Regions from separate parts of the Rattus norvegicus genome. Here region 2 is linked to region 1. A link is a contact called in public Hi-C data. All regions are on one chromosome and are shown on one strand. The core of a region is the stretch at or near the end of the contact, and the rest is flanking DNA. Distances in the headings are between cores, read along the strand shown.

The links. Hi-C and Micro-C count contacts between places; a contact is called where the count stands out from the background.
Region 2: a contact with region 1 is called in a Hi-C map of the A7r5 cell line, with 5 times the contacts expected there. The contact joins the enhancer-like site here to the promoter of Klf4 in region 1. A contact is called at or near these places in 3 of 12 Hi-C or Micro-C datasets (the A7r5 cell line, liver and mammary epithelial cells).

What each region holds. Positions count from the first base shown.
Region 1 is chr5:75,075,560-75,080,539 of GRCr8, forward strand. Klf4 (KLF transcription factor 4) reads right to left here and starts at 3,033. Exons shown (of 5, transcript NM_053713.1): 1 at 2,953-3,033; 2 at 2,715-2,835; 3 at 1,083-2,064; 4 at 811-975. The coding sequence starts at 2,957. All of the region lies in intron 1 of LOC120103069 (40S ribosomal protein S18-like), which reads right to left.
Region 2 is chr5:75,275,935-75,280,914 of GRCr8, forward strand. No RefSeq gene overlaps it. Among named protein-coding and RNA genes, the nearest start is that of Klf4, 200 kb to the left of the region's middle. Within about 2 kb of position 3,102, at least 17 of the 93 cell types and tissues checked have an H3K27ac peak or open chromatin away from gene starts, as enhancers often do. A contact at or near this core is called in the A7r5 cell line, where this site is marked.

The DNA.
Region 1 (4,980 bases), core at 1,783-4,282:
ACAGAACGGAGTTTTCATTTTTTTGAGCCTAACCAGTGCTGGAATTGGATTGGACTAGGAGTTATCTCTGTATCGGAACCCAGAGTCTCCCAGGCCATCACACTGGGTCCACAATGTGCCATGGCTGATTTCTTCAGCAATGCTCTTCTAGCTGTTGTAATAAACAGGATCTAGAAGGCTTTACCCAGTTAATGACTACCTTTAAATTTTTTGTTATTTTGAGCCTGGGGTTCTTGACCAGGCTGGTCTTAAATCAACAGGATTCTTTCAACTCCCTCTCTTTGGTATTTGCAACTCCAAAATTGAGTGTCACCGTACCCAGCTCGCAGGGACAGTTTTAAAACCAGAATCCTCGGCAACGGGAACCATTAAATTCTTGGACCGTAAATCGAATCTAATTATTCTAAAGACCAGAGGAGAGTTAAGGGTAGGTAGATCTAAGAGGAGGAGGGGACAATTATGAAAATAATCTAGAAAATTTAAAACTTTTCTTTTAAAGATACCGCATTTTTGCATTGCAAAGTCTAACTTCTTCATTACCGGGCTAGGAGATACAGGCACACCCAGGAAATTCCCCGTCCTTTAAAGGCCCAGTGAGAAACTGCACATTCAGGCAGCAGATAGCATCCACCAAGCAAAAGGCTTCTGGGCAAAACCATAGGCGCCTGTTTGCTGCCCTCCTCTGTGATCCAGGAGATGGAAAAGAGATACACCCCAGCACAGCACCCGAGAAAGCCCTAAGGAGTCTACAGGCAGCCTACAGAGCAGACAGGCACCAACAGCCCTCCTCCACAGCGCTGCTCCCCTTACCTGTGTGAGTTCGCAGGTGTGCCTTGAGATGAGAACTCTTCGTATAGGTTTTGCCACAGCCTGCATAGTCACAAGTGTGGGTGGCTGTTCTTTTCCGGGGCCAAGACCTTCTTCCCCTCTTTGGCTTGGGCTCCTCTGGCAGGCAGGATCCCGGTGGCATGAGCTCTAAGGGGTAAAGAAAGTGAGGTCAACTTCCTTCTCCACAGCCTCGAGAACCCCCAGAAGCAAAGCTCCCCCCAGCCTCAGCGCTACCAATCCCTTCCTCTACTGACCTTGATAATGGAGAGAGGGGACTTGCGACTGCATCTGGTCTGGCAGGAAAGGAGGGTAGCTGGGCCCCGGATGGGGATGGAATCCTGGGGGAAGAGGCAGGCCAGGGTGACAGTCCCTGCTGTTCAGCAGTTCCTCGGGACTCAGTGTAGGGGTAGTCCTGGTGGGGAGCTGCCGCCCCAGGGGGAAGTCGTGTGTGTTGGGCCTGTGGCCGTTGCTGAGCTGGGGTCCAGCGCTCAAGTGGGCCTCTAGGGACCGGCTGACCGTGCAGGACGGGACGGCCTCTTGCTTAATCTTGGGGCACATACGCGGCGGGCCACCGCTGTAGGGCGCCACTACCACAGGGTGGCTGCCGTCTGGGCTTCCTTTGCTAACACTGATGACCGAAGGGCTGGTGTACTCGCTGCCAGGGGTGCTCAGAGACGCCTTCAGCACAAACTTGCCCATCAGCCCGCCACCTGGCGGCTGAGGCTGCTGTGGCGGAATGTATACTGGGTCCAACTCCGGCCGCAGGAGCTCAGCCACGAAGCCGCCCGAGGGGCTCACGTCATTGATGTCCGCCAGGTTGAAGGGGGCCGTGGGAGGTGGCGCAGATTCTCGGCTGTAGAGGAGCCCTCCACCTGTGTTGCCCGCAGCCACGCCCGGGTCACCCCCGGCCCGGATCGGATAGCTGAAGCTGCAGGTGGAGGGCGCGCTGGCAGGGCCGCTGCTAGCTGGGGAAGACGAGGATGAAGCTGACGCCGAGGTGGTCACGGTGGCGGCCACCGATTCCTGGTGGGATAGCGAGTTGGAAAGGATAAAGTCTAGGTCCAGGAGATCGTTGAACTCCTCGGTCTCCCTCCGGGGTAGGGCCGGGTTGTTACTGCTGCAAGCTGCACCAGCTCCACCACTTTCCAGGTCTGTGGCCACCGTCGCCGCCAGGTCGTAGGGGCGGCCGGGAAGTGGGGGAAGTCGCTTCATGTGAGAGAGTTCCTCTCGCCAACGCTGCAAGAACAGGGAGGGAGAGAGAAACTGTTAAGTTGTAGCCCCCTTTTACCACCCCCAATATTGACTTGCTGGGTGAAGCACACCAACAGCTCTGCCATAGGAACTGGACTGGACAGGAAGGCAGCCTCGGGGACTCCAGGGGCCAGCACTGCAATCTCAGCTAACACCAAGGTAAGAGGTGGCGCGTCCGTTCTACTGCAAGCTAGTGCTGTTGCACCGCCAGCCCAGTTCTCTTCCCCGCCAGCTCCGCGGGACGCTCCAGCCGCCCACGGAATTGGGACACTGGGACACTGTGGCTTTCTCCCCATGCACCATAGCCACCCCGTCGCCTACGCGCTAAGATCACTCCGGTCCAAAGGGTCTCGAGACTTGGCTACCTACAATACAGTGGCCTGAGTGCGCCCACCCCACAGTCCGGACGCCCGCAGACCTGTGAGAAACCGCTGTGCGCCCCTGGCGGTACCGCAGTGCTGGGACCACACGCACTTAAGGCCGACTCAAGGGCCGAGGAGCCACCTTGGGAAGGCTGGAGAGTCCCAATGGAGGGCAATCCTTGTCCTATCGAGGGGCTCTTGGTGAACCCCAGATTCCGCCCATCCACCCCACCCCATCTGCAGAAATCTAAAGGGCGCTAGCGCGACACTCACGTTAGTCGGGGCACCTGCTGGACGCAGTGTCTTCTCCCTTCCCGCCGGGCCGGACGCGAACGTGGAGAAGGACGGGAGCAGAGCGTCGCTGACAGCCATGTCAGACTCGCCAGGTGGCTGCCTGCGGGCCGGGCGGGGCGCACAGAGACCAGGAGTCAGGGGACACCCTGGCCACTGCTCCGAAGTTTCCCACCAGTCCTCACCCATTTCTGTTCCCCAAGCCCAGCATCTCACCTACCTCATTAATGTGGGGGCCCAGAAGGTCCTCCGGAGTCCGAAGAAGAGAGAGGGGTACCCAAACCCCGAAGTCAACGAAGATTAAAAACTTTAGAAACAAAACCCCCAAACCAAAACCCCCAAATTGCCCGAGATCCTTCTTCTTTGGATTCAATATAAACCGGAGATGTCTTTTAAAAAGTTCCTTTGTATACAAAAATTCTTAGAAAAGTTGTAAACTCTTATAAAAATAGACAATCAGCAAGGCAGATAAGTAGGTCCGATGGCCAGGCTGCACGCTCTTGGACTCAGCAGTGTCCCCCACCGTTGTCGCGGCCACTGTGGCTGTCGGCGGCGCGGGGGCTGTGGTCCGGGCGGTGGGCGGGCGGCGCCGCCAGGTGAGAATGGCCGCGGTGGCGCGGAACTGCGAGCTGGGCGGTGGCGCGGGGTGCGGAGTCCTGGGGACTGCGCCGGGTGCGCGCGGCCATGGGCGCGGGTCACGGGCGGGTGGCTGGGTGGGGGGCTGGAGGGGCGGGGAGGGGCACTCGGCGGCTCCGGGTGCCGCCGCCGCCCGCCACCGCCTCTGCTCCCCGCGCGCCCGGAGCCGCGCTCGCTCTTTCGGCCGGGGAACTGCCGGCGGCCGCCGCGCGCTTCTTACTTATAACTTCTCGCTCGTTCGCTCCCCGCCTCCTCCCTGTGGCGCGCGGGGCTCCGCCGCCAGGCCCCGCCCCCTGCCTTTCTTCTCCCCGCCTTCCCGCAGCCCCCCCGCGCGTTGCCATGGCAGCTAAATAAACAAACTCGGCGCACGTGGGGGCGGGGGCGAGGGAGGGGCACGGGCGGGGCGGGGCCGGGCCGTGACGCCAGCCCGGCAGCTGGCGGGCTGGAGCCGTGCTGACGCCGGCGGCGGTGGCGGCGACGGCGGCTTCGGCGCTGGGAGACCGGCGTGGCTTCTGTGGCCGCGCTGTTCGGGGTTCTCTGCGCGGCCACGGTCGGTTCCCTGGGCTTGAAAGTCCTGCCATGGGAACCCTGGCGAGGACAGGAGGCTGGGGGGAGAGGCGGCTTGCCCCTACCCCTGCTCGCGTACGCGCTTGTCCAGTCGTCTGCGCACTCAGGAGCGCGATTATCCGCGTGACTCATCCAGCCCGCCCTCGCATACGCACGCAGAGGCCTGGCCGTGTCGGCGCAGGGCCTGGCCTGGCGCGGGTGCCGGTGGGGCCTCCTGTAGGGTTGGGGGAGGCGGGTGATGGGGACGGGTAAGAATCTCAGAAGCTGGGAGAATGGATTCCGCGCCTGCTGTGGTGGAAAACGGCCGGGATTGGGCACGTAGTCATCGTTTTGATAATGAAAGGAACAAGGAAGGGAGTGAAAACGTCCCAGATTTACATGGGGGTGGTGGTGGTGGGAGCGCGGAGAGAAACCGAGGTGCAGAGATACCTTTCACCGGGGATCTCAAAGCTCTTTACGAGCCACGCACTCGCACTCTCCAGTTTGAAGATGAGAAGTGAGTCATAAAGAGGTGAAGCGGCGAGGTAAAGGTCATAGGACTACTCGCTCCCCCCAACTTGGGTTCTGAGCTAGCCAACCCACTCAAAGGGACTTCACTGGGAGGCGATCCTGTGCTGGGAAGATGAGCGCTGCAGTGGGACCCTAGTTCTCAGGCCTTTGCCCACCGGGAGGGGAAAAGGCAGTCATTATTGCAGTCTCCTTTCCCTGTTCCCCACTACCCTCTTAGTATGAGGTCAGTAATTTTCCAGCCGGGAAAAGTTTTCGCCCTCATCTCTACAAAGTACTTAAAACAAAAACCGTGAGTGTGGTGTTCAGTATAACTCGCTAAACTAGGTTTACTTTTTTTAAGACTAGATGTTTACTTTGGATTGGGGAGCAAAGTTGGGCTCCGCCGCCCTCACGATTGAACCCCCTGGCTGAGGGTGGGGGACTGGTTGATGCTCCAGCCCAGGCAGCGTGTACGTGTGCACTCGTTCCTCTCCTGGCGTCGGTGCCACGTCCTCTGTCGTTTCACCTGTTTGAGTCCCGGAATCCTGAGACCTAT
Region 2 (4,980 bases), core at 1,852-4,351, 200 kb after region 1:
CATCAGGACTCTAGGGATGGGCAGCAGCTGATGGGAGAAGAATGTGGTGGGGGTACATGCTCAGAGACTGGCTTGTCCTGGCCTGCGAAGGGGAGGGCTGGGCACAGAGATGGAAGTCAGGGGTAAAGAGGTGAAGAGTTAAGATATATACCTCTCTGACCATTTTCTATTGTCGTCTTCCTGCCATAGGTTTGCTCTTCCTAGTAACCTTGGGTAACTTGCCCCATCCTCAAGTTTCTGAAATAGCAAGATATATGTATCTCAAAAGAAAAAGAAAAAAGGGGTTGGGGATTTAGCTCAGCGGTAGAGCGCTTGCCTAGCAAGCGCAAGGCCCTGGGTTCGGTCCCCAGCTCCGGAAAAAAAAATAAAGGAAAAGGAAAAAAACCTATATAGATGGCAGCCATTATTGAAATCCTGTGATGCCCACAAACAAATTAGCCACATAAGGGGGAAGAATAGAAGCCTTCCCATTGAGAACTCAGCTCAGTTCTATTGCTGTCTCAAATTTGCAAAGCATGCTGGTCTCTGTAGTGAGATCATCTCTTTAATGTTTTGGTAATGTAAGCATCATCAAGGCCTATTATGACTATTTCCAAGATAATGGATGTCCTGGTGGATGTTCTGTGATTGGCAGGGAAAGTATCACCAGAGCCTAGGAGAGAACTCAGAAATCTGAACCCGGTCCTTACTATATATTGCTTTCTCCCAGAGCAATATATAATAAAGGTTTCTCAGGTTTGCCCAAGCACAGCTCTAACCAGCTTCTCAGAGCTTTTTTCCCTTTCCCAGTAAAGGTCATCTTTGCATAAAAGAGCTGGAAGCAAATATTCCAATGAAAGAAAAAGTTCCCCCATGAAAGGGAGTTTGCGCACAATCAAAACGGTTTAGAACCAAGACAGGACTGCTAGTTTTGAATGCTGCATTTTTTTTTCTGGCATGTGCTATAATTAATACAGATGTTGAACATTATACATAATCTGCATATTAGTGACCCAGTACACAATTCATATGGTAATGTCATTAATTGCACATTACCTAGACTGCTGAATGAACATTACATAGGTTTTTAATGGATGTAGTTATTATAATTGAAGTCAATTATATTGCTTCTTGTGCATATCTAGTCAGTAGTGTGTGGTTGGACCTTATGGGGTCCCTGCCAAAAGAAACAGGTGTTTGTCATGAGGACAGCTTATGAGCTGGAACAAGGGGCAGGGAAAGGATGAGCCATGGTCAGAAATGACTGATCTGGCTGAGCCCTCTGTAGGGCTGGAATAGTGGTACAGAGGGCAAGGTGAATGGCCATTGTTGCTCCAAGGCAGGCTCTACTTGCCCTTTTGCTGTGGGCCTACGAGAGGGTGCAAGGCTGAGCTGAAAGCCAGCGCCACCCACACTGTAACAGAATACTTTTCTCCAGGCTGACCCAAAGCTAGATGGTGGTTGCATCACTTCCTCTGGCGTTGTGGAAGCCACATGACTCTGGCATCTGCTTTGCCAGGGATGAAAGGGAGCCCTGCCTGCCCACGATGCTGGCACAGAAGACTCTGGGTCCTGTGTGTCTTCTCCTAATATTCCGTTTCCCTAGCAAATGGGGCAAAGTTGTTGTAGTAGTACTGCAGTTCCTGACACTGACGTTGCTCACACTCTCTGGAAGGACAACCCAAAGGACACCCTGAAGGCTGGAGAATGAAGAGGGGTTAAGGCTGTGACTACTTTTTGGTAGTCAGTTTTCTGTCTGACAAAAATACCCAGAGTATTCAACTTATAAAGGGGAAAAGTTTGTTTTGGTTCCTGGTTTCAATCCATGCTCTTGTTGGTCCAGAATTTGATAGTGTTGGAGTGGCAGTCAATCATTGTGGTCATAAATAGAAAAGCTGATCACTCCTAGTGTCTGGGAAGGAGAGGGAGGGGACACACACACACACACACACACACACACACACACACACGAGAGAGAGAGAGAGAGAGAGAGAGAGAGAGAGAGAGAGAGAGAGAGAGAGGAGAGATCCTCAAATCCCTCTTAAGAGCACTCTTTTTTCTCTTTTTTTTTTTGGAGCTGGGGACCGAACCCAGGAAGAGCACGCTTTTTAAATGACCTCTTTTCACCTCACTAGATTCTATATCTTCATCTCACGACCTCCCAGGTGCAGCACAGGATGAGGACCAAGTGTCGAATACATAGGTGTCTGGGGACATTTATTCCAAACTGTAGTATCTTTTCCTTAGAGAAGGACACTTGAGTGCCATGATCCCCTGCTTTGACAAGTCACTTTGAGTGTTGCTACCCCCTTTAAACTTCATGAAAGAGCAGGCAGGATTTTTCTATTTAGTTGAATTGACACTGAAACTAAAGAGATTTTTTTTAAACCCAGTGATATACATATTTATGCACCCTCACACACACACATACATGAATACACACATACACACAGCACTTGTGTACATGACAGACAGGTCCTCTTAGTTGATGTGATGCTATGATTCTAGAGAGCTTGGAAATTTACTCACATACATATGCATGAATGTTCTGTCTCTGTCTGTCTGTCTCTGTCAGTCCCTATCTCATCTCCCTCCCTCTGTCCCTCCCTCCATCCCTTCCTTCCCTCCCTCCCTTCCTCCCTCTTTCCCTCCCTCCTTCTCTGTACAGTGTTAGTTGAAGGTAGGATGAGATTTTGAACTCTGTTTGATAGAGACTGATAATCATATTCAGGTTATCTAGGCCACCGTGTTGCAGTTTTGTGACTCTATTTTGGAGGTCACTCTGGAAGCTGGAGCTGAAATAAATGATGAAGGGCAAACTTGACACACACACACACACACACACACACACACACACACACACACACACACACACACATCAGATTCAAGTGAATAGGAAAAGGGGAACAGCCTGATTTTCCTGGGAATCTGTGATATACGGACTTGCACGTCTCCTCTACGTCTCTGTCCAGCCACTGACGGCTCCTTTGCTAATGCCAGGGCAGCCAGTAATACACTTTCTATTTAGAAAGCAAAGGCGGCCAGCTTTGGGACTGGGCCTGGAGACTGACTCACTGTTTTTGGGATGACACATTGCCTGCACACATTTCACAATTCTCTGAAACACCAGACTTATTTCTGTGAGTATGCAGAGGCCCACTTCACCATCCACCTAAGGCCACACACAAAGGTTTTGCTATTTTTCTTCTCTGGGGCTTAAATGGATGGCTGGACTTCCCATGCCTGAAACATCACCCTCATTTGGAAGAAGAGAAACACTGGCCAAGAATTGCAATGTTTTTTAACCAGAGTCTGGCTAGCTTTCAAAAGCCACACACCAAGGCTATACCAGCCAGAGCAATGGCTATGAATGAATTAGGGGTAGGACTGAGGCTTAAAAACAAGGCAGAAAAAATATAGATAACAGAGAGGAGAGGAGAGGAGAGGAGAGGAGAGGAGAGGAGAGGAGAGGAGAGGAGAGGAGAGGAGAGGATGAGATAGTACATGTGAAGTAAAAGAGGGAATTTAAATAGAGAAGGGCTGCACAGAAATGATTGAAGAACCAGGGCAGAGGGCGAGAGTTCTGGGCTGTGATCATTTCTTCACGTACCTTTCCCTCCGTCTTTGGGTGAGTACTCTTAATACTCATTACTAAGAAGCAGGAGCAGGGGGTCAGGAAGTTGCAATCTATGTCTCAGATGAAATGGAGGACATTTTTGTTTATTAAACAAACAAACATACAAACAACTATGTCATATCGTCGGCCAGGCAAGCCCAGCACTCACCCAGTAGCCCAGGCTGGTCTTGAACTTATGGTAGTCTTCCTGCCTCACCCTTTGATTGTTGGGATAACAAGTATGAGAAAGGAGCTCGCTCCACATCAACGTGAGGTCTTTGGACCCCACATCACTGTCTCTCTGGGATCTGAAAGCCTGAAGGATCCTCTTCATGACCAGAGAGCTAGCTGGGAGGGCCCACAATCTGGATGGCCTGTGACAGTGTCCTCTGAAGAGTTGTTTATACACTTAGACATTAAGTGCTTAGGACTTGAAGGGCCGGCCTCATATTCAAAGCCCTGGATTCAGAACTATCTGGAGACTTCCTCCAGGGTAAACAAAAACAAGCACTTCAGCTCACTTGCCAGGGCATCTCACTCCAGAAGGGAAGGGAAGGGAAAGTGATGCTGCTTTTTCCCCTGCAAAGGAAAGGTTACAACAACATTTTCTCTGGGCAGCTGTGAGGTCGGCGGGCAGACTTTTCTCTGGTAACCATCTCAATGTGTCTGTGTGGAAAGTACCTAACAGTGACTAAGCGTTAGCTGAGGTGATTCACTTGTCACTTCGCTTGGGGACTTTGGCCTTGTTCTAGAAGCCACAGAATGTTTTCAGCACATGGGATCCAGGCCCTCCATGTAGGGTGGCAGGTGCGAGAGAACAGACTTATAGAATTCTGTTAATAGGAAAGGACCCCAGGAAGGAGGGAGGGTGTGGGCTCATTGGAATCCTGTCAGGACTTCTAAGAAGTCTAAACTCCAAATTCCTGTCAGCAGAGGAGTCAGGAGTCTGTGGAGGTTCCAAAGTTTGAATGGAAACGAAGTTCATTCATAGAGTATCCAGGATAAGTTGGAAGTTTCCTTAAAGTTGTCTCATCCTTCCTCACAGTAATGAGGCAGGTGTTGCTTTCCTTCCTTGCTGGAATGAGGACTTCACAGGAAAAGAGGCCCAAAAGTTCACATCTCTAACTCAAGAACACAGAACTGGAATTGGGGCCAGGAGACTCTGGGTAGGCAAGGATGTCCACTAAGATACAGGGGGGCCACACAGAGGCCAGCCTGTTCAGAGCAACTGGAGTCATTCTGTTTAATAATCGAGTTCAAATGTAAACTCTTTTGTTGCAATTTAATGCACAGAGAAAGGTACACATCACAAGTGTGTAGATGCTGGACTGTCACAAACTGAAGAGATCCCTAGAGTCCCTGCCCAAACAGAGACACAGAAAGCT